Linked DNA regions of Cricetulus griseus: region 2 is linked to region 1. The links are chromatin contacts, called in public Hi-C maps. All regions are on one chromosome and are shown on one strand. Each heading gives the region's core, a stretch centred on a gene start, on an enhancer-like site or on the middle of the called end of the contact. The rest is flanking DNA. Distances are from core to core; before and after follow the strand shown. Region 1 has its middle 120 kb from the start of Qki. Region 2 has its middle 510 kb from the start of Qki.

What was found. Hi-C and Micro-C count contacts between places; a contact is called where the count stands out from the background.
Region 2: a contact with region 1 is called in a Hi-C map of fibroblasts, with 6 times the contacts expected there. The contact joins two enhancer-like sites. A contact is called at or near these places in 3 of 8 Hi-C or Micro-C datasets (the CHK-Q cell line, the CHO-K1 cell line and fibroblasts).

The regions. Positions count from the first base shown.
Region 1 is chr2:290,607,976-290,611,031 of CriGri-PICRH-1.0, forward strand. No RefSeq gene overlaps it. Among named protein-coding and RNA genes, the nearest start is that of Qki, 120 kb to the left of the region's middle. Within about 2 kb of position 1,441, at least 2 of the 6 cell types and tissues checked have open chromatin away from gene starts, as enhancers often do. A contact at or near this core is called in the CHO-K1 cell line and fibroblasts, where this site is marked.
Region 2 is chr2:291,001,279-291,004,588 of CriGri-PICRH-1.0, forward strand. No RefSeq gene overlaps it. Among named protein-coding and RNA genes, the nearest start is that of Qki, 510 kb to the left of the region's middle. Within about 2 kb of position 1,628, at least 3 of the 6 cell types and tissues checked have open chromatin away from gene starts, as enhancers often do. A contact at or near this core is called in the CHO-K1 cell line and fibroblasts, where this site is marked.

The sequences.
Region 1 (3,056 bases), core at 191-2,690:
ATGATAAAGTGCAGGTCACATTACTTGAAGCTTGCTGCCCCTTGAAGAGACACTGGCAAGCACTGGGATAGTCTCAGCCCCCAGGGTAAACATTACTTTATATATCTCTAAAGGTTTTGTTATTAAAAGATTTGAGCCAAATATATCTATTGTGGGTTATAGTACATTGGTATGCAGAAAATTCTTGAACTTGTGGAAATTGTGTGTATATATATGAATTCATATATATGTGTGTGTATGTATATATGTATATATTTGTGTGCAGAATAGTGTTCCCAAATCACACATGAATGGAAAACTGCAAACGACTGTACACAAGGTACAATAAAACCTGGACAGTATGCATGTGCTGCATCTTCTCAAGCCAAAAGAATGAGTTAAAAGTGTGGCCTCCCCCCTCCAGACACAAATACCAAAGTAAAGTAAAGAGCACATTTAAGTTTTTATTGATCCTTTAAACACTGCTTAGAAAATTTAAGAATCTCACATTCTAGAATTCTTAGCAGATCACTGTTTAAAAGACAACGGAAATCAATGAACTACTATGTGGTCCTTGGCTGGTCTGTGCATCCAAAATACCACGTGCCTTTAGAAAAACATTGGTACAGTTTTTAGGTATTTTTGTAAATGTAAGAATTTCTTTGAAGAGGGCTAAGGATGTATCTCACTTGGTAGGGTTGCTAGCTTATCATGCATACCTACCACCATAAGCAAAAAGCATTGCTTATCAAATCTTAGTCTCAATTTATATGTGAAAATGACTAATATTGGTATCTTAAGCAAAGTGGAAGAGCTGCTAAGATTTCTCCCAGTAGCTTGATACCATTAAAAGCTTCCTTTGACAACTCTGTACTTTAAGGTAGCCAATTTTTCTTGTTATGCTTGTGTAAGTTCCTTTGCCCTCTATCTGCTTAATCACTGGGAGGGTACCCTTTTCATACACCTCCAATGGCAGCTAGCTGGCAACCATGGTACCAGGTATATAGACTGGCAGACCTGATCTTTTGATGATTTAGCAGATGTTAAAAGTCTAAAGATTTGAGTTATCCCCAAATCTTCTCTTCAAAGATCATAATCTCACATTAGTTGTAAGCCAAATGTTTTCCTTGTCTCAAAAATATTTTTTGTTAACCCCACTGCCACTCCTTAAGGTACCTAGATTCACACACTACCAGCTGTTTGCATTATCTGCCCAGGTTCAGAAATATGATTTGTATCTTTAGACACTACCCTTCCTTCCAAAATTTTGAGTCATGCCATACAGATCTTAATGTCTTCCTGGGGTGGGGAGAATCAGATGAATGTGATCTGTGAGTTGGTTGAGAATCTTACTACTGGGAAGTGACTCAACAAGTAACATGCTTGCCCAGCTACCGAGAAGTGACTCAACAAGTATCATGCTTGCCCAGCTACCCTGACAACCTGGATTTGATCCCTGCAACCCATGGTAGGAGAGAACCAAATGCTGTCTTTAACCTCAACATGGGTGCAGTGGCATGCACAACTCACACATACCACAAATACAATAAATATTTAAAAACCACTGTCATTCATACAATGTTTATGTCTTACAGTGAAGATCATATTAGCTGGGTGTCACTTGGGGATTTCTGCTTTTTTAAATTTCAACTAGTCTGGCTACAAAACTGTGTGCATAGACTGATTAAATTTAAGTGTATCAGCATCTCTTGGGTGAAAATGTATTACTCTGTTTTATGCCCCGCTTACATAGTGGTTACTTAATTGGATACTGATGAAAAAGTTATTGGTTGAACTGAATGGGAGCAAAGTGAGAAAAGTATTCACAAGTTTTTTCGAAGTACTGAGTTAGTCTTGTAATTTTCAGGATCATTCATTTCAAACTTATATAATGACCTCAGCTATGCTTGACACATGTTTGAAAAGTTACTTTTGTACTGTAGAATTCTAAGTAATGCAGCCTATAAAACTGAAAACAGGTTAGTGGAAAGAGTATAAACATTGCAAGCAGATGCCCAAAAGTTAACTTTCAGGATTTCAGGTAGAAAATGTAAAACTTGAAATTAGTGGGTAAAGTGTAATATGAAAGATCTGAAGCTAAGTTTTAAACTGGCCTCTAACAGATACATAACTCAGCAGGAAAAGGCATTCACCACCAAGCCTTAAACCCAGATGGTAGAATACTTGACCCCGACCCCAAAGCTGTCCTTTGATTTCTACACACGGGCTGTGGCATGCACACACACATAAAAGTTAGTATCAAAAAAAAAAAAAAAAAAAAAAACACGAGATAAGCAAGTCCAACAGTCTGATCTTCACAGAATTAGTAGTCAGCTCTTAGGTTTTGATTACAATCAGGACAGTCAATTTCAAAAGAATGAAAAAAAAAAAAACTAAGAAAAAGTGGCCTGCCCTTGGTGAGATCTAATGGTTTAAAGTGAGATATTATTCCCATATTGCTCTTGGTTTATGATACAAGCTGTCTTGCATGGGGAAAAGGGAACGAGATTTTTCCTTTAAGTTTTGCTTTCTGTTCTCCAAAGGGACATGGCTTTTATGAACTCTCAGTCACTGGTAGGCTCATCTCCACTAATTATTCTGTACATTGTCAGCTGATTGAAGAGCTATTTGTTTATGCTGAAGCTTCCACCAAGAAATATCAGCCCCACTTGTGCACTCACAAAGCCGGTGTGTCCACATTTTTTCCAGACTGAGTAGTCCACATAACTTGGGTTACATCTGAAACATGACACCCCAGTCAGATGGAGCCCCAGCCTAAAGCTCTAGCTAGAGTGACCCAACAGTCATTTATGGAAATGATTGTTAAGGACACACTAATGCCTCATTGACTAATACAAGTTGTGGAAATCATGACTGATTGGGAGTGAGAAAACAAATGCTCAGAAGTTCACTACTGAACATGTTCAGATGTTGGGCTCCAAGTGAGAGTCCTGTGACTGTTTTTGTAAAACTAAAATCAGTTGATTCTGACTTTCTGTTAGAAGCTATTACTAAAGTATTCCAATAGCTAAATATGAACAGAATGGACTGGGAGTGTACCCTCAGCAAGAGGGGAC
Region 2 (3,310 bases), core at 378-2,877, 390 kb after region 1:
TTCCCAGCCTCATCTGCACACTTGATATCTGATGAGCAGTCTTTTAACCGTGGGCATGAAAGCAGAGGTGGAGCCTATCATTTCTATATCCGTGGTTAGGAAGCCCTTCTCCATCTGCACCCTTCTTCCTCCATCTGTGGTTTGAGGCTGAGCACGGTGAGACCCTAGTGCATGTTGCAGCCATGAGAAAGAAGGAAGTTCCAGCTCTGAAGGCTTCCCACAGTCCAAGTACTGGCCTGGACTGCCACAGAGGTCATCCTTAAACCCTCATTCAGGCATTCATTCACTTTACATAGAAATTAGCATTGCTCTCCCTGACCTGGCCACTCAAGATTCCTTACAATGTGAATGAAGAGACAGACGATTGCAAGCAAATGTGGTTTGCTTCTGGGACGTATGGATCACACAACTATTGCAGAAAATTTTTGTTTTCCAGCATTGATTTTACCCAGAACAAATGTTTGAGTCGTCGTCGTCGTCGTCCCCCCACACCCCCAGCTCTAATTAAGAGCCTTTGTTCTGGTCATTTAGTCAAACCTTCTCTAGCCATGTGAGGGAATAGCCCTTCTCTTCACATATATTCTGTTTTCAGCTGTGCTTCCTGGGAAGTGTTGGGGATACTCAGTCACAGATAATTTTGAGACAGAAACGAGGAAACAGTAGCATGGCAATTTCACTAGTGACTGAAGGGATGGGGAGAGTATACAGAAGCCAGAAGCAGCTGCTGAACAGCTCATAATATTGTCTTCCCAGACTCTCCAAGGCAGCTGAGGGCCTAAGCAGAGAAACCAGATTTCTTCTGGGCACATATTACTCTTCTCCCCTTTGAAGGACATTGGATTCCCTTACAACCATGAAGGCCAGAAGCACGCTTACCATTAGAAAATAGCCCTGCAGTAAAAACTCTAACCTTGGTTAAACATACAGAGCACCATCCCACAGTCCCTGGTGATAAAGCACTAATGCACCAGAGTTATTAGGGTGGAATATATTGGCCACCTTTTGCAGAGTAGGACCTGGGGCAAAAAGAGCATAGCCCCTTGTTGGCAAGCAGAATGATTCCTACAGAGAGGGAGGGGACAGGAGTAATGGCCAGCTTGTTTTCCTCTGGTGTGCTCAATCTAGTCTGTACATATGTGCAGATCCATATTTAGAATTTGTCTAGGCAGAGAGTGTTGAGCCACAGTAGCTCTTGCTTGTCACTCGAAAGATACTGAGGAGAAAGGGGAAGTCCAAAGCCAAGTTTCTTATCAGGAGCTTGATTCTCTTCCTCCTCACAAATCTGCTAAGATGGAATCTGCCTGATGTGGAAATGAAGGCTGCCCGTCAAGGACATGGAGCGTTTGTGTCCTTCTCCCATGAGTGTCTGTCATATTGGCAGGCAGATGTGAGGCTCATGTGGGGCCGTGGTGGGTCAATAATGTCAATATGGTTTTGAGTTTACATTCAGCTTTCCTTTGACTAAAGAGATAGCTATTATGTATAATTAAGGCTTGGGAAATAGTGTCAGCAGTTTTCCTTAGAGAAATGAATGAGGAAAATAGCTGCAGGGGCCCAAGTCTGTGACAGCGGCTGGCTGTAACTCCAGGCTACACTGCTTGCTGCCCAGGAGATGTGAGCTGTTTCCCTGGAATGAGTGTATTCAGGAGCTTCTCCCTTCAGGGCATTCTTCTGCACCCCCTCTTAGAAGAGTCTAAATCCAAGAGACTGCCTAGTTACAGTTAAGGCTAAGGTTTCAATCCCAAAGTCCCTCCCTGCTCTGAACACCACAGTGACCTGTCACCTCCATTCCAAAGCTAACTCTCTGAGAATAGCCTCTGGCAGCCTCTCTGTCTGTGTCCTTGATGGTCAGCCATGTGTGACCTCATGTGGCTGCCTGGAACTGAGGCTGGCGGTCCCAGGAAGGTCCGGTGTCTTCAGTGAGCACCCCTGTCTCTACCAGATCAACATGATTCCAGAGTGGCTCAGAGGAGTGTGAAGCTGTGAACGTGAGAAAGTCACTGTTCTACTGGTTCCCAGTTTCTTCCCCAGATCTGGTGACCCTGAGAACCCTTTGGCAGCATTCTCCTGGCTCCCCCTAGTGGCCCAGGGAACCACAGCCAAAATTATTATTACTTTTTGATATACAATTGTATCATTGTCCATTCTCAGTCCTCTTTCTAAACCCTCCCAAGTACCCCTCCTTGCTTTGTTACTTGATGATATGCCTAAGGAAATTCCTTGGCAACGTCTTTCTGCAGGGCCCCACAAATTTTAGGGCAACTGGGACCACCCTGATTCTAAAGCCCAGTGCCTGGGGTCCTGGGAGCTTTGGTGTTTTTCTGTACTATATCCCCATAGTCATGTTTCCTGCAGGAACCTTAGAGGCCACTTGATTGTGAGGTTGTACTGGGAGAATCTCGTCTTTGGATTTGTTTTTTAAAGACCACATGAGTCTACACTGTCCTAAAACTCATCTTGTAACCCAGGTAGGGTTCAAGTTTGAATGACTGTCTGCCTTAGCTTCCTGAGTGTTGAGTAGCATTGCGACCTATGGTGGCAGCCTGTTTTAATGGGTAGTCCTAAAAGGTGAGAGAGCCTTCAACTCTGACAATGGGTCTTGTGCCAGTCCTAAACCTTCCAGATTTCTGGCAATTTGGATAGAATGTTTCATGGACATCACTGAAATGATTCTGATTTACAACCACACGGTTTTCAAATACCTGCAAGGTACTATATCACCACAGATGAACCAAACCAACAAACATCACCACCAACCCTCACCACAGCCGCCATCACCACCAACCCTCACCACAGCCGCCATCACCACCATCCTCATCAGTCATGAACTTCAACACAGTCCTCACCATCAACCTCACCACAGCTGCCATCACCATCCACACAGTCCATCCTCAGATTGAGCACAGGGCTGGAGTTGCAAGATCTCTGATGTGGCTGAGAATTTGTATATATTTTTAAAGAAGAGTAAGCAAGTTAAGTTTATTGTGAAGAAAAGTTGTGTCTCTCTGCAGCAGAGGGTACCACAGAGGAGGAGGCCTGAAATAGGTTCCCCTGGGGTAAGTTTTAACCATCGTTTTCCTCTGAAATTGAATTTTTTCTTTACTGGAGAAGAGTTTTCTATTAGACCCAACTTAAAGAACCTTTGTTAGGGAATGGGATGAGGGCATGGGAAGGGGCACTTTGGGGTTGGCAAGTATGGAGCCTCTTGATTCAGGCTGGACTGAGAGCCCGGCTCCAATGTTTACTGAACCATTGTATGATCCTTATCCAATACCTGCCATATGAACGTTGTGCCTTCATCTTGGAGACT